Linked DNA regions of Sus scrofa: region 1 is linked to region 2. The links are chromatin contacts, called in public Hi-C maps. All regions are on one chromosome and are shown on one strand. Each heading gives the region's core, a stretch centred on a gene start, on an enhancer-like site or on the middle of the called end of the contact. The rest is flanking DNA. Distances are from core to core; before and after follow the strand shown. Region 1 overlaps TTLL5 (tubulin polyglutamylase TTLL5). Region 2 overlaps TTLL5 (tubulin polyglutamylase TTLL5).

The links. A called contact is a pair of places that touch in the nucleus more often than the background predicts.
Region 1: a contact with region 2 is called in a Hi-C map of heart right ventricle, with 2.2 times the contacts expected there. The contact joins two enhancer-like sites. A contact is called at or near these places in 4 of 47 Hi-C or Micro-C datasets (embryonic fibroblasts, epiblast stem cells and heart right ventricle).

What each region holds. Positions count from the first base shown.
Region 1 is chr7:98,954,417-98,961,417 of Sscrofa11.1, reverse strand. It overlaps TTLL5 (tubulin polyglutamylase TTLL5), which reads right to left. Exons shown (of 32, transcript XM_021099539.1): 27 at 6,186-6,370. Among named protein-coding and RNA genes, the nearest start is that of TTLL5, 140 kb to the right of the region's middle. Within about 2 kb of position 1,672, at least 18 of the 83 cell types and tissues checked have an H3K27ac peak or open chromatin away from gene starts, as enhancers often do.
Region 2 is chr7:98,862,874-98,869,238 of Sscrofa11.1, reverse strand. All of the region lies in intron 9 of TTLL5 (tubulin polyglutamylase TTLL5), which reads right to left. Among named protein-coding and RNA genes, the nearest start is that of TTLL5, 44 kb to the right of the region's middle. Within about 2 kb of position 4,233, at least 59 of the 83 cell types and tissues checked have an H3K27ac peak or open chromatin away from gene starts, as enhancers often do.

The DNA of each region.
Region 1 (7,001 bases), core at 423-2,922, 95 kb before region 2:
GAATGAAACAGAAGAGATATATATCAGAGACATTATAGAGTCAGAATCAACAAGAACCTGGCAACTGCCCAGACATACAGAGAATGGGGAAGCAAAGAGAGATGATGATAAACCAAAGGCTCCATTCCTAATCCCTAGGAGAACCTCGGTGTCACTATTGTGGAGAGGGAAAAAGGGAGAAGAACAAAAAGGTTTTAGAGACGTTGAATACTTTCTGAATATTTTCGAACTATGTTTGGAATGTGTTGAATATTTTGGATCCTTGTAATACAGCTGGATGGAAATGTCTAGCAAGCAGCTGGCAATTTAGACACGTCACTCAGCAAACAGGTTCAAATTAAAGATGCATATTTGGGAGAAATCTGCAGAACAGTACTAGATGAAGCTGTGGGAAGAGAAAGTTTACCCAAGGGGAGACTAGAGAGAGGAAAAAAGTTGGGTTGAGCTCTGGAATTCACAGGTATGTTGGAGGAAAGCCATGAAAAGCAGGGAGAAGCAAATGCCCAGGCATCAACCCTCTTTTCTGATCAGAGAGACTCCGGCTGTATATTTGGGATCTATGTACCAGTAGCTTTTAAGAAATGTTGAAAATGGAACCTAGTTTTTCAGGGGAAAGTAGAGGATGAGGTCTCAGAGGAATTGCTGAAGGGCTGGAGAGGCTAAGGGGAGTTTTCAGGTAGGAGGTGGTCAATAATTGTGCCATGTGTTAAAATAGAGTGAGGATTAAAAATAGGTGACTGAAGCTGGCACTTCCAAGGTCATCGGTGACCTCTGAGAGAGAGTAGGTTAAAATGGTAAGAGATAAAGAGAGGTTATTTTAGAACAAGAGACCAAGGACCTAAGGAAAACTGGGGATTTAAAGCCTCAAGAGACACAGAAGAACAAGGGAATGAGACAGGATCAATTGGAGCCAGGACCTAGAGCAGGGAGGCACAGAGATCCAAGAGATTTCATCTTGATACTGAAACTCCCCCCACTTTACAGAGAAGAAAATCAAGGCAAGGTCTCACTGGCTTGAGTTTCTGCTTTTTTTATTTACCTGTCTGTTTCTAGAAACGGAAAAAATAACATATATGATTTAAAGAAGTATAATTCTTCTACTCAGAAAAAAAATACAGAACCAAAGGAGCAAGACTGCGGAAACAACTACAAAATCAGAACACAAATGTACAGTAGTTCACATGCGACCAGAATCGTGAAGGAGGCAGGAAGAGAGTTTCCGGCGCCAGATGCCCAAGCTTGTGATAAACTGGGTGCCACTGGCTCCAAGCCTAGAGAACATCTGTAACTATTTCAAAAATTTAACTTCCTCTCTGCCAGTTTCACCTTCAAATTGGATTTCAGAAATTGAGATTCACTCAAGGTCCCCTGTAGTACCCGAAGAAATTAGCACGATCTCCGTGATAACTGCTGGAGCAGAAGAAATGCTAAGGAATTGTTTGTACAGGAATGAGCGAGAGCGAAGGAGGAACCAGCGAGCAAACGTTCTCTGCCTCAGCACATGCCCTTCTCTAGGACCAGGCAGGAAAGCATCAGGGTTAAGGAACAAAAACGGAACTCTAAGTGAACTCTCCATCTAAGTGAAAAATGCGAGAAGCACAGAGTATCTCCTCCCTCCTATGTATCTGTCAGCACATTTCCAGGAGGCCTGGCCACATCCCGGGCACTGGCTGGCTGGGGAACAGAGCCTGACACAGCACATTCACTAGCACTGGAGCCCTCGCCTGGGTGGTCTGCTGTTATTCCTTTGATTAAACTCCCAGGCTGGAAGAGCTGGAGCTGCTCCTAACGATAGATAGCCGGGTCCTGAAATCTCACACTGGCCCGCACAGAGAGGGAAGCCCTCCCTCTGCCTCCCCGCCTCTCCCTCCTCGCCACAGGGCTGGGCTACTACGCCACATTCCTCTGTTCACTGACAGCAACAGCCACAAAGGGCTACTTCAGTGTGTGCGCAGTGCTACAGCTGTAAAGCACACCTCTCCTGGCACTGGGTGAGACAGAGGTAATGAGACCTCACACCCAAGCTCTACTCCGGCCCCTGTCAGCTACCACAGCGCTCCCTGCCACAGAGGAAGGATGCTTCTGGAAGACTCTGATTCCAGGGACATACACACTGATTTCCAGAGATCTTGCCCCCTAAAGATAACCAGCCTCTCATGTACCAAGGGAAAGAACTAAATTTGACCTGCTCTCTGCTCAGACTGGTTAGGTGTTTCTTGAGTAATCATACATGAGGGACATGTATCTCTGTATTTCAAGCACATACGTGCTGGCACAAATGCTTCCGCGATGACCACTTTGTGTGACAGAGAAAGTTCAATATTCTCAAGTGTTCTAGGCTATAAATAAAGTTAAATCAGAGTGGAAATAGTAAAAGCAAATGAGGTTCTGTTTTTAGTCATAAAAATTTGTAAGAATCTAGCCTCTAATGGAAATTCTGGATAACTCAAAGTTTTATAATCACATTTTGGGGTTGTCAGAGTTGCTTCTTTTTTTTTTTTTTTTTTTTTTTTTTTTTGCTTTTTAGGGCCACACTTGCGGCATATGGACGTTCCCAGACCATAGCCACGCGGGATCGAAGCTGTGTCTGTGACTTACACCACAGCTCACAGCAACGCCAGATCCTTAACCCACTGAGCGAGGCCAGGGATCAAACCCACAACCTCATGGTTCTTAGTTGGATTTATTTCCCTTGAGCCACTTCAGGAACTCCAAAAAAAAAATTTTTTTTCCCACCACCCCAAGAACTCCCAGAGTTGCTTCTTTTCTTTTGGCCAGTCCATTGTTCCTCAGCAACTTCACAGAGCAGGGAGGAAAAGGGGATGCCACTGCTTCATCTTGCAACCCATCCTCCTCCCAGCTACCTGAGTGATGCAGCCCAGTTGTGTCTGTGGCTCCCTGGCATCTGTGAGATAAAAGGCAGTCCCTTCTCAGGGCAGTCAAGGCTCTCCCTGAATCAGCCCTCATCTTCTCGTCCAGCTTCTATCCAGCAGCTCCCAGCCGACTCCTTATCCTCCATCATCACTAACTACTTCTTCACATACACACACTTGAGCTTTTACTCTGGAGCCTGCCCTACCCTTCTTCTGCCATCTACTGTCTGCCTTTAAGACTCAGTGTAGATATAACATCTCTTCCAAGAGGCTGCTTTGGCCTTCTTCCCACCCCCACCCACAGGCTGGGCTGGGCATCCCTTTGGTGGTTGGCATATTCCATGCTCGCACTATCCTGTATTTATGTGCCCGTCACACCTAGCAGCCTGTGAGTTATTTCATGCTGAGGTCTATGTCATATATCATCCCTGTGGGCTTAGTACCAAGACCTGGAACACTCTTAAGAGTGTAATAAAATGCTTCTGAATGAATGAATTAAAAAATACATTTGAAAAAAAGTTTTATAGAGACTGCCACTAAAAGCTTTAATGGGCTAAACAGTTGAAATCGTAAACAAAATCAGTGATTTGGGGGAAATTCCCCCAAATTTCAATATTTTTTATACTCGTCTTCCAAAAAAAAGCACAAATAATTTAAAATCAGCAAACCTTATCTAGCAGAAAGTCTCCTAACATCTTGCCCAGAAAAGCAATGCAAAGATATATCAGAGTTTATGTAATATAAATCAAAGCAATACTCAGAGGAAAATTCATAGCTTTAAATATAATAAAAAACAAGAAATGAGTGAAAATAAATGAAGCAGCCAACTCAAGAAACAGGAAGAAATAACAAAATAAAACAGGGGACAGCAGATTAGGAAATTGGCAAAGATAAAACAAGATAATTAACCAACAATAAAACAAAAGAATGAATAAATATATCCTATCAAAAAAAAAAGAGAAGGGGGAAGAAAATATTGATCAACCCTATCCTGCATTATTATAAGAAAATACACAAGTAAGAGGAAATAAAAACCATTTAAAGTGACTACCGGACACAAAGTTTTTTCTGGTGGAGCTGAGTTGAAGGAATCACGCCCTAAGTCAGAGAGAGGAGCAGAGCTGGCACCACATTCTGTCTGGGTGGCCGCCTTTCACCAGAACCACAGACATCTTATCGCTTGGCTCGGTTTGTAGGGAACCAAGGCACTTTCTTTAGAGCACAGCTAGGAATAAAAGGAAATAGCTAGTAAACTAATGTCTCAGTATTAACCCACTATCACATGTTATTATTTACTAGAAAAAGAACAATAAAAGAATTTTCCAAATTCCAAATTAAGGAATTACTTTCTCCACAGGGAAATGACACAAATAACACCTGCTCAGTTTTTCAGTAACAGCATTCATTTTGGTAACTATATTTTATCCAAAAACTGATTTCAAATCAAATTAGAAACAATTTATTATTGAGAGCCTTTTATGGCTGAAATAACAATCTTTTCCAAGTAAATGGCATTTAGACTTTCCAAAGAGGTTCTTGCCTACTATCCTCATGACCCTGGTGAATGGACCCTGAGGTTGACAGAAGCTGAGTGAACTGCCCGAGATCACACAGCTAGTAAGTGGTAGGAGAAGGCAGGTCCGTAGATGGCTGATCCAGCCCTCTTTGCACTATTCCACCCCGCTTATTACACACTACAGCCTCTCCCTCAGAATTGTGCCAAGCACCAACCACCCTATTACCAAGGCTCTAAAAGTTAAGACTGACATCTAATGGTGAGTTCAGATCCCTATGAAGAGAAGTCTGATGGAATTTTAACTCACTGGCAGTGAAATTCTTCTCAGATGAGAAAGATGGATGGAAGGGGAATAACTTTCCAATTAGGACACAGTCACCTTGGATTCTCACAGGATCAGGATCCTGTCACTTTGGCAAGCTTTGCAGTCTATCAAATGATTAGACGTGAAAATATGTAACCACTAACATCGGCTATGTTATTTTACTACAATTGTAAAGAAAATTTCTTAATGTTTTGGTGCTTCTAGCTGCTCATTAAAAATTGGAAACATATCCTAGTCAGTGACCCAGTGAAAGAAGTGTAGCCAATTGATTGGCGGCCCTCTCCTTTCCTCATATGTACTTCACATTTTAAACTTCCTTCCCAATCTACCATGGTCATGATATTCCATTCCCTTTTATCTTCATTCTATCACTAAAATCTAACTATCCGAATCCCTTCAAGTTTCAACACTGCCCCTGTAAGAATCTTCATTTCCTAATGAAGCTTCCTCATCTTAGGGATTTAAAAAAGAAAATTATTTACAACCTCACACTCTGGGACGAGGTTGAAGCAAAGCTAAGGCTTACCTGGAATTCTGATCCAAAATTTCATACAGAAAAGTAGGGCGCCACCAGGGAGCAGTGTATTGCCTACTTTTAACACGCGCTTGAAGTAATTTTCAGCTTTATTTTTTTTAGACTTGATTATCACTAGAGAGTTGCTACCAATTAAGGAACATGACACCATAAAGATACAGCAAAATATAACTGGAGTTAAATTATAATGATTCCTTTGGAGGACTTTGATGGCATACCGCATTAAGGAAAAGGAAGAAATATAGGTTCGACTTCCAGTTAAATACCGTGGGGATATTTCGCAAAAAGGGCAAAAAGAATCCCAAAGTTCTTAAAAATTTCATCTAACTTCACGGTATTGTAAGCTTGTTAGCATATATAGAGCTTAAAGTCAAAATCCTGGTATCTGTCAAGCTTTCCGGATGACCCTGTTATACTACTCAGTTCAGCCTCAGTTTCCTCCATCTGTAGGATGGGGAGAATAACATGCGTTGGATGAGGGTGTATGAAATAATTCATCAATCAGCACCCAGAAAACATCCTGTCATCAGGCGATAAAAGGTGGTACAGTTTAAAAAAAAAAAAAGTAAAAGGTAATGTTACGGCATTCTGGTAAAAAGATTAATAAGACTACAACTCACTGGAAAATTTTACCATAGAAATAAGGTATTTTTAAAGATCCTTTAAAAGTATATTTACAGCTGAACATTCAAGCTATTTGTCCATGAAAAAGTACAACATAGGTAGCAGCAGACTTAACTTTGCAATACCTGTGACAGAAACTCTTTCTTTAAAGCTGAAGAGAAACGCTTTCATTTTTTAGTTCAAAACCAACTAATATTCATTCAACAAGCATCAGCATATGAGCATCATTAAAGGGAAGGAAAGACAGAACACCCTGCGGTTAATCCTATCCACAGGTCCAAAGAGCTCTCTGACACCCCAAACTGTCCATACCTGCTGGGTGAGGAGGCTGATGTGAGTGGATGGTGAATACTGCCTTGCCGCCTGCTTCTCGGCTAGCCGCTGAAGTTCAGCAGTAACCATACTTGGGTTGTACCGTCTGCTGTATGAAGAACCATCTTCTCCCTCCTTTTGTGTTTTGGCTACTCCTGAATGCTGCTTGTTTGGATGGAATGAAGCTGCTAAAAAGAAAAGTTTTCGTTCAGTTAGGAAGAAAAGCCCTGAAAAACTCCGGACAATGACAGAGAAATCGCAGCTAAAGTATCCTTTACTGAATCCTAGGGATCTCTGACAATAAGGAGCAATCAACTATCTTCAAAGGCTCACAAAAGTAAAAACAAATCCTTATCATGTCCTAGAAACTCTTCCATACTGTCACAAGCATTTATGACTGTGTTTTTGCACACTATGAGTGCTTTGCACACAAAAAAGAATTTTTATCATACATAGTGGGGAATAACTGATCTTAGAATTTACTAAAAAGTGTAGCCTTAAAACTCATAATAACTTGTTTTTCTTGTTTATAAGACCATACTCATCAGTAGTCTACGGCATCCATTGTCAAATCTTCCACAATCCTTCTTAGAAAGCTCAAATAGGAAATAAGGATAAAAAGTAAAATCGAATATATTTAGAAAAACGCAATAATCCTATATTATCAAATTTCAATTGATTTTCCTTTCAGATTTCAATTTCTTTAACTATAATATCAGATAAATCCATTATTTCTGAGCACTGAAATTCTAGCAGTAAGAAATTATCTAATGCCAAAATTAAGGTTCATATTTTTTTCTATGATAAAAGTCAAAT
Region 2 (6,365 bases), core at 2,984-5,483:
CTCAGTTCCCATACCAGGGACTGAACTAGGTTCGCAGTGATGAAAGTGGCTAGTCCTAACCTCTAGGCCACCAGGGAACTCCCATTTGGCCAACATTTAAAATTCAGATGTTCCTTCCTGAAGCCTGATGGCAGCCAGGGCCCATGTGAGGAAGTGGTAGACAGCATGGGAAGGCAGCCCAGTACAAGGAGGTTATCCAAGCAGGGTGGTGGCCCCACAGGGGGCCAAGTCCACACAAGGAGGACATCTGAATGGAGGGGTGACAGGGAGGTCAGGAGAGCCGCTGCATACAATTGAGTAAATAAATATGTTGAAGATAATGGAAGTCAGATTTCTCACTTTTGGAGAAAAGAAAAAAAACATGAAAAGGGAAAAAACTAGTATGAACCCTATGGTTTTGAGCTAGAATTGGAGGCATGAGTATGAACCCCTGCTCTTCAACACAGTGACATAGAAATAAATAAGATGTAAGTTTGTACGTGTAATGTATACGTACATGTAGGTATATCCACACACACGCTTTCTAGGTCTCTCCACTGCGAGGACCTGAGAACAGAGACACCCCAGAACACTGACTGTTTCTAGCACTAGATCTCGATTTCTCAATAGTATCTTCCATTATAAGCAACCACTGCTCCTTGGAGAAAAGGGCTGATTCAGGGCTGGGGCAGAAAAGAAGATGAACCTGAAATTTCCTGTGCTCAAAGAATAAGGGGACAAGTCAAAAGGACACAAAAGCCAGCTTAAAGGGGCTGCCATTGGCCAAATCTGGGACAATTTGGGCATCGAAGTAAATCATTACAGTAAAGGATTATAACCCATTACATAACACAAGAATCCTTAAGTCCACATTGGTGGATATAAATAAATAAACAAGATGGAAAGAAAACTCCTGGGAGTAAAATGCCAAATACTAAAAAGGAATGATAGGACTAGAAAATCATCATCTGATGGTGGATTAGAAAATCACCACCATGGAAATAATTCATCCAGGCAAGAAAGGTCAATACATACTAAAATTACTGGGTGAAAATGATGAAGGGTGAGATTTTGCAAGGTCTCAAAGTATCTCTTCATAAGATATTAATTGCAGAGGGGACAACAAAGTAACTTTGCAGTGGAGAAATCTGGCAGATATCCTCGTTTTTTAAAATTATATAAATTATCTTTATTAATTTTGTTTTTTTATGTAGATTTAAATTAAATTCTGGGGTTACTTGCTTTCAGCCTGAAGAACTATTTTCAGTATTTCTTATAAGATGGATCTACTAGAAACAAATTCTGTTTTATTTTTATTTGGGAAAGTCTTAATTTAACCTTCATTTTTTTTCTCTTTGTTTAATTACTTAATGAATTTTATTACATTTACAAGTGTACAACAATCATCACAACCAAATTTTTAAAGCAGATATCCTCTTAATCAAGCGGTCAAACACCACTAAACAGTTATGTGCCATTCGAAATCAGGCAATGAGAACACAGCATCGCTTCCGTAACATCCTAGGCAAAAATATTTACTGTGAATCTCATTATGAAAAAAAATCAGACAAACCCAAATTGAGGGCCATTCTACAAAATGACTACCCTAAATCTTCAAAACTGCTGAAGTCATAGAGTTCCACTGTGGCTCAGGGGAAACGAACCCAACTAGCATCCATGAGGATGACGGTTCGATCCTTTGCCCCACTCAGTGTGTTACGGATCCGCATCGCCATGAGCTGTGGTCACACTTACAGCTCGGATCCCGCGTTGCTGTGGCTGTGGCATAGGCCTGAAGCTGTAGCTCCAATTCGATCTCTAGCCTGGGAACTTCCATATGCCTCGGGTGCAGCCATAAAAAAAGAAAAAAATAATAATAATGAAGTCATAAAAGTCAAGGAAAGACTGAGTTAATGTTTCAGAGCAAAGAGACTAAAGAGACTCGGCAACTAAATATAACATGTGACCCTGGATTTGGATCCTTCTGCTATAAAGAACACTATCAGGACAGTTGGTCGAATTTGAATGTGTCTCTAGACAAAATACTATTTTTACAGGTTTTCTTTAACTTTGAAATGGTTTCAAAATTAAACGTTTAAAAACAAAAGTAAGTTTCTCAATAAAAATCTAGATTTTTCAGCCTTAAAAAACCAGAAGATCTGGCAATACTACCTATCTTAGTCCATTTGGGCTGCTATAACAAAATACTATAAACTATGTAGTTTATAAACAACAGGAATTTAGTTCTCATAGTTCTGGAGGCTTGAGGTCCAAGACTAAGATGCAGGCAGATAGACAGCACCTTCTTACTGTGCCCTCACAGGGCAGAAAGGGTGAGAAATTTCTCCAGGGCTCTTTTATAAAAGGGCACTAATCATTCACGAGGGCTCCACCCTCATGACCTAATTACCTCTCAAAACGCCCACCTTCAGGGAGTTCCCGTCATGGCGCAGTGGTTAACGAATCCGACTAGGAACCATGAGGTTGCGGGTTCAATCCCTGCCCTTGCTCAGTGGGTTAACGATCCGGCGTTGCCGTGAGCTGTGGTGTAGGTTGCAGACACGGCTCGGATCCCTCGTTGCTGTGGCTCTGGCATAGGCCGGTGGCTACAGCTCCGATTGGACCCCTAGCCTGGGAACCTCCATATGCCGCAGGAGCGGCCCAAGAAATAGCAACAACAACAACAACAAAAAAAAAACAACTCCCACCTTCAAATAACACCACCTTGAGAGTTAGGATTTTAATATGTAAACCTGGGAGGTCACATTCAGATCACAGCACCACCATGCATCACAGACTTGTTGCCACTGAATAGTAAATGCCCTTTAGATGGTACATGTGAGCTCTGGTTCTCCAGTCTCCACCTAGCCAGCTGTTTAGTCAATGTCCTTGTGAACACTGAGGTTTGCGATTTGTGATTTAGATCTTCACATTTCATATTTCATCCTAGTTAGGTCTGAAAGCATCAACACAATTCTTTTATTAGAAACAACCTAAAAGTGGTAATTCTCTACTAGCTAGCCTAGGACCAAGTTTGCAAATACTTCTCCTAACACACATACTGAAATTTACATGAGGAATTGAGTCTTGAACCACCTCCTTAATGAAATCAAGCTTTAGGAAAAGCTCTCAAGACAGAATTTCATAGCCTTGACCTTTAAGCCTAAAAAGGGGGGGGGGGGCAGGGAGAGGGAGCAAGAGAGAGAAAGAAAAAAAAGGTGGGGGGGAACTCTACTTTTTTTGCCAAATCAGAAACTCTGGGTACTATTTCACAACCTACTGATGAGTAGAGAACTATACGTCCATTTTTTTTTTTTTTTTGGTACACACTAAAACATATTAGATTATCTTTATTCTAATAGACAATAAATTCTTTTTATTTTGCTTTTTAGGGCCACACCCATGGCACATGGAGGTTCCCAGGCTAGGGGTCAGTTAGGAACTACAGCTACAGGTCTATCCCACAGCCACAGTAACATGGGATCTGAGCCTCATCTGCAACCTATACCGCAGCTCATGGCAACGTCAGATCCTTAACCCACTGAGCGAGGCCCGGGATTGAACACGCATCCTCATGGATACTAGTCGGGTTCATAACCCACTGAGCCACAACAGGAACTCCTCTGACAATAAATTCTTAAATCAAAAGCTGTATTTTCTTTTTGCTTTCGAATGTTTCTCAATGAGAATGAAGACAATGGTAATAATTTGTCTAAAACTCTTGAGTGAGTGAGTGTGTGTGTGTGTGTGTGTGTGTGTGTGAAGGAAGGGTCTCGCTGTTAGACATACAGTAGGTACCTGACAGGCACTAAATGAAACCACACCTGAGTTGCTGGTTCAGGAGCTCTACTACATGGACCTCAAACGGGAAGGAAAACACAGTTAGTGGGGTCCTTTCACCTCTCCTTTGTTCTATGAACACGAGACCACAGTCAGTCCCTGAGAGTCTAGATGGAGGATAGTTAAACCACACATTTATTCTAACAAACATTCACTGCAAACACACAAAGTAAGGGGAGGGCAGCTCTGAGGAGACCCTGGCTGTGGCGGACACGTTATCTTTCAGCAGGTGTAGCCATTCAGAGCCACAAAGGCCTGGAGGATCAAGAGACAGCGCCTCAGGCAGCCGTGCCAGGAGCCACTGGGTTTCATCCTGCCCTGACCCAGAAAAATCTTATGGAAGAGAACAAGAGGCCCAAGAGCTCTCTGATCTGCTGTCAACCAGCTGCGGCCGGGAGACTGCCAAAGTGCTGCAGTGACGAGGCAGCGCCCTGCGGAGCCGTCTGGGAGGGGATTACCAGCCTGATCCCCTGGTCCTCAGAGCCAGAAATGACTCAAACTTCACAAACAGCAAGGGCCTGCCAGGGAGGGTGACAATGAGCGCTGGAGAGGGTTTTCTCCCCCTTGTCGGTGTCTCTCCCCTCCTCCTGCTGCTGTGGCAGATTCTGGACAGTGTGCAGCCCGTGAGGTAATCTGAATTCCTTGGCAACCGGCAAGTACCTGAATTCTTTCAAAACCACAGGAATCCAGCAGAGAAAAGGTAAATATCCCTGCGGAGCCAGTGTTAATTAGCAAGGAAGGCTACTGAAGAAGGAACTGGGGGCGGGGAGCAAGGGAGAGGCATTACAAATGCTTCGGGATCTTTTCTGAGTTTCCACTGAATAATATGGCTGAGGCCAAAGAGAGGCAGTCCCCGACCAGACCAACCGGGGCCTCCTCGGGCCTTCTCGGCATCCCCTTCTCCCACCTCCGCCGTGTGGGTGGAGCTCCCCCAGTTCCCTGGATGGGCTCTTTCATCCCCCCCACCCCACCCCAGTTGCTAGCGCTACCTAGCTTTGGGTCTCTGACAGCACATTTGGTTTTCAACTCAATTTTGTTTTAACTTTCTTTTTCAACTTTTTATTTTTCCTCTTTCAGCGAAAATTTGGCTGTTAGCTTTGTCTCAAAAAGGGCCTTCACAAATGGTTTAGACCACATACTGGATCCACCTAAAACTGTAAAATCCAGGACAAAGTCTTTCTGGATTCCACCTCTGAAAGGAAAAAGAGCCTGCACCATTTTGGTAGAGAACAGCACCCCTCTTTGGAAACCGGAGTGTCCCCTGCTGGTGCCAAACAACAACATACGAGGAAAGTCAAAAAGCAGGAAGGGGCAAAACACTGGACTCAAATACTACTGACACCATTTTTTAAAACGTCTCAATATTTTGTCCACATATAAGAAGAAGAGAGTTTTTCTACTTCCCATGTTAATAAGACAAGGACAACTGAAATTACTAGTCTAGAAAAAAAGCATTTAGGGTCTTTTGCTTTAGTAAATCTAAGAAGGTAAAGAATTTACACAAAATTCTTACTTCACAGAACCGTCTTATGAAATGAACTTAACCTTTCCGTCACCTAAGCATGACTTCTGAGGCCCCAAACAGAAATGATACGGGTTCTAAAAAAGGAGACCAATGACACTGCTGCCAGTTCTGTCTCTTTAGGAAAGATGATGGTTTTCCTTGTTGAGCCTCAAAGTAAAATGTTTGAGTGATCTCATCCCAAACTGATTATCTTCAGTAATGTCCATATAAAACACACGTGACCCAAGGTTACTAGAGACTGCAGATCTGGAGATGCTGTAGACTATTGTTGAGAGTAATGACACAATCGAGCGGATTCTGCGGATTAAAAAGAAGCAGAGGAACGCCAAGATACACAGCGGTTAAGACACAGCAACTTAGGCGCATGGAAGTTATTGCACAGAGCAATGCACCCTTGCAGGACTGGCTAATAGCCTGTCATAATGTATTATCCTCTTGTAAAGCTTTATTATTCACCTATGCTTTTAGGTAAAATGAGCCAAAGCCCTGAAAATTCATATTTTTTGGTTCAATTTAATCCAAGTTTTAAAAAAGCTGTTTTCCAAATTATTCTGAGAAAAAGCATCCACTAAAAAAAATTATGGACACATACTCAGTTCCTGCTGGAGGCATGAGAACAGAGTCACTCAATTCAGTGGGTTCTGACTTCCCACACACAGCCAATAGCCAGAGCACTTGCATGTCTGTAGTAAATTTTATAATAAATATTGGTATTGCAATCTGAATCACTTTGCATCTGAACCACTGAGGTTTTAAAACTATGCCAGATTTTACCAACAGAGAGGCTATTAATACTGCGGGTGAAGTACCTTTGGAATAATATGCAAAACATACTGCTATGATATCCTTGAGAAACAGCATGACCTTGAGGTCTCTGCCCTATTCAGGAAGCCCAGTTGATGGCAGGACATAATCAGCTCCCAAGAAGGGGAGAGGAAACAAGCTGGGCGAAGATGAGTGGAAGCAGGAGGGTGAAGGAGCTCATGGCACACAGAGGGAAACAGGGACATCTCAAATTACA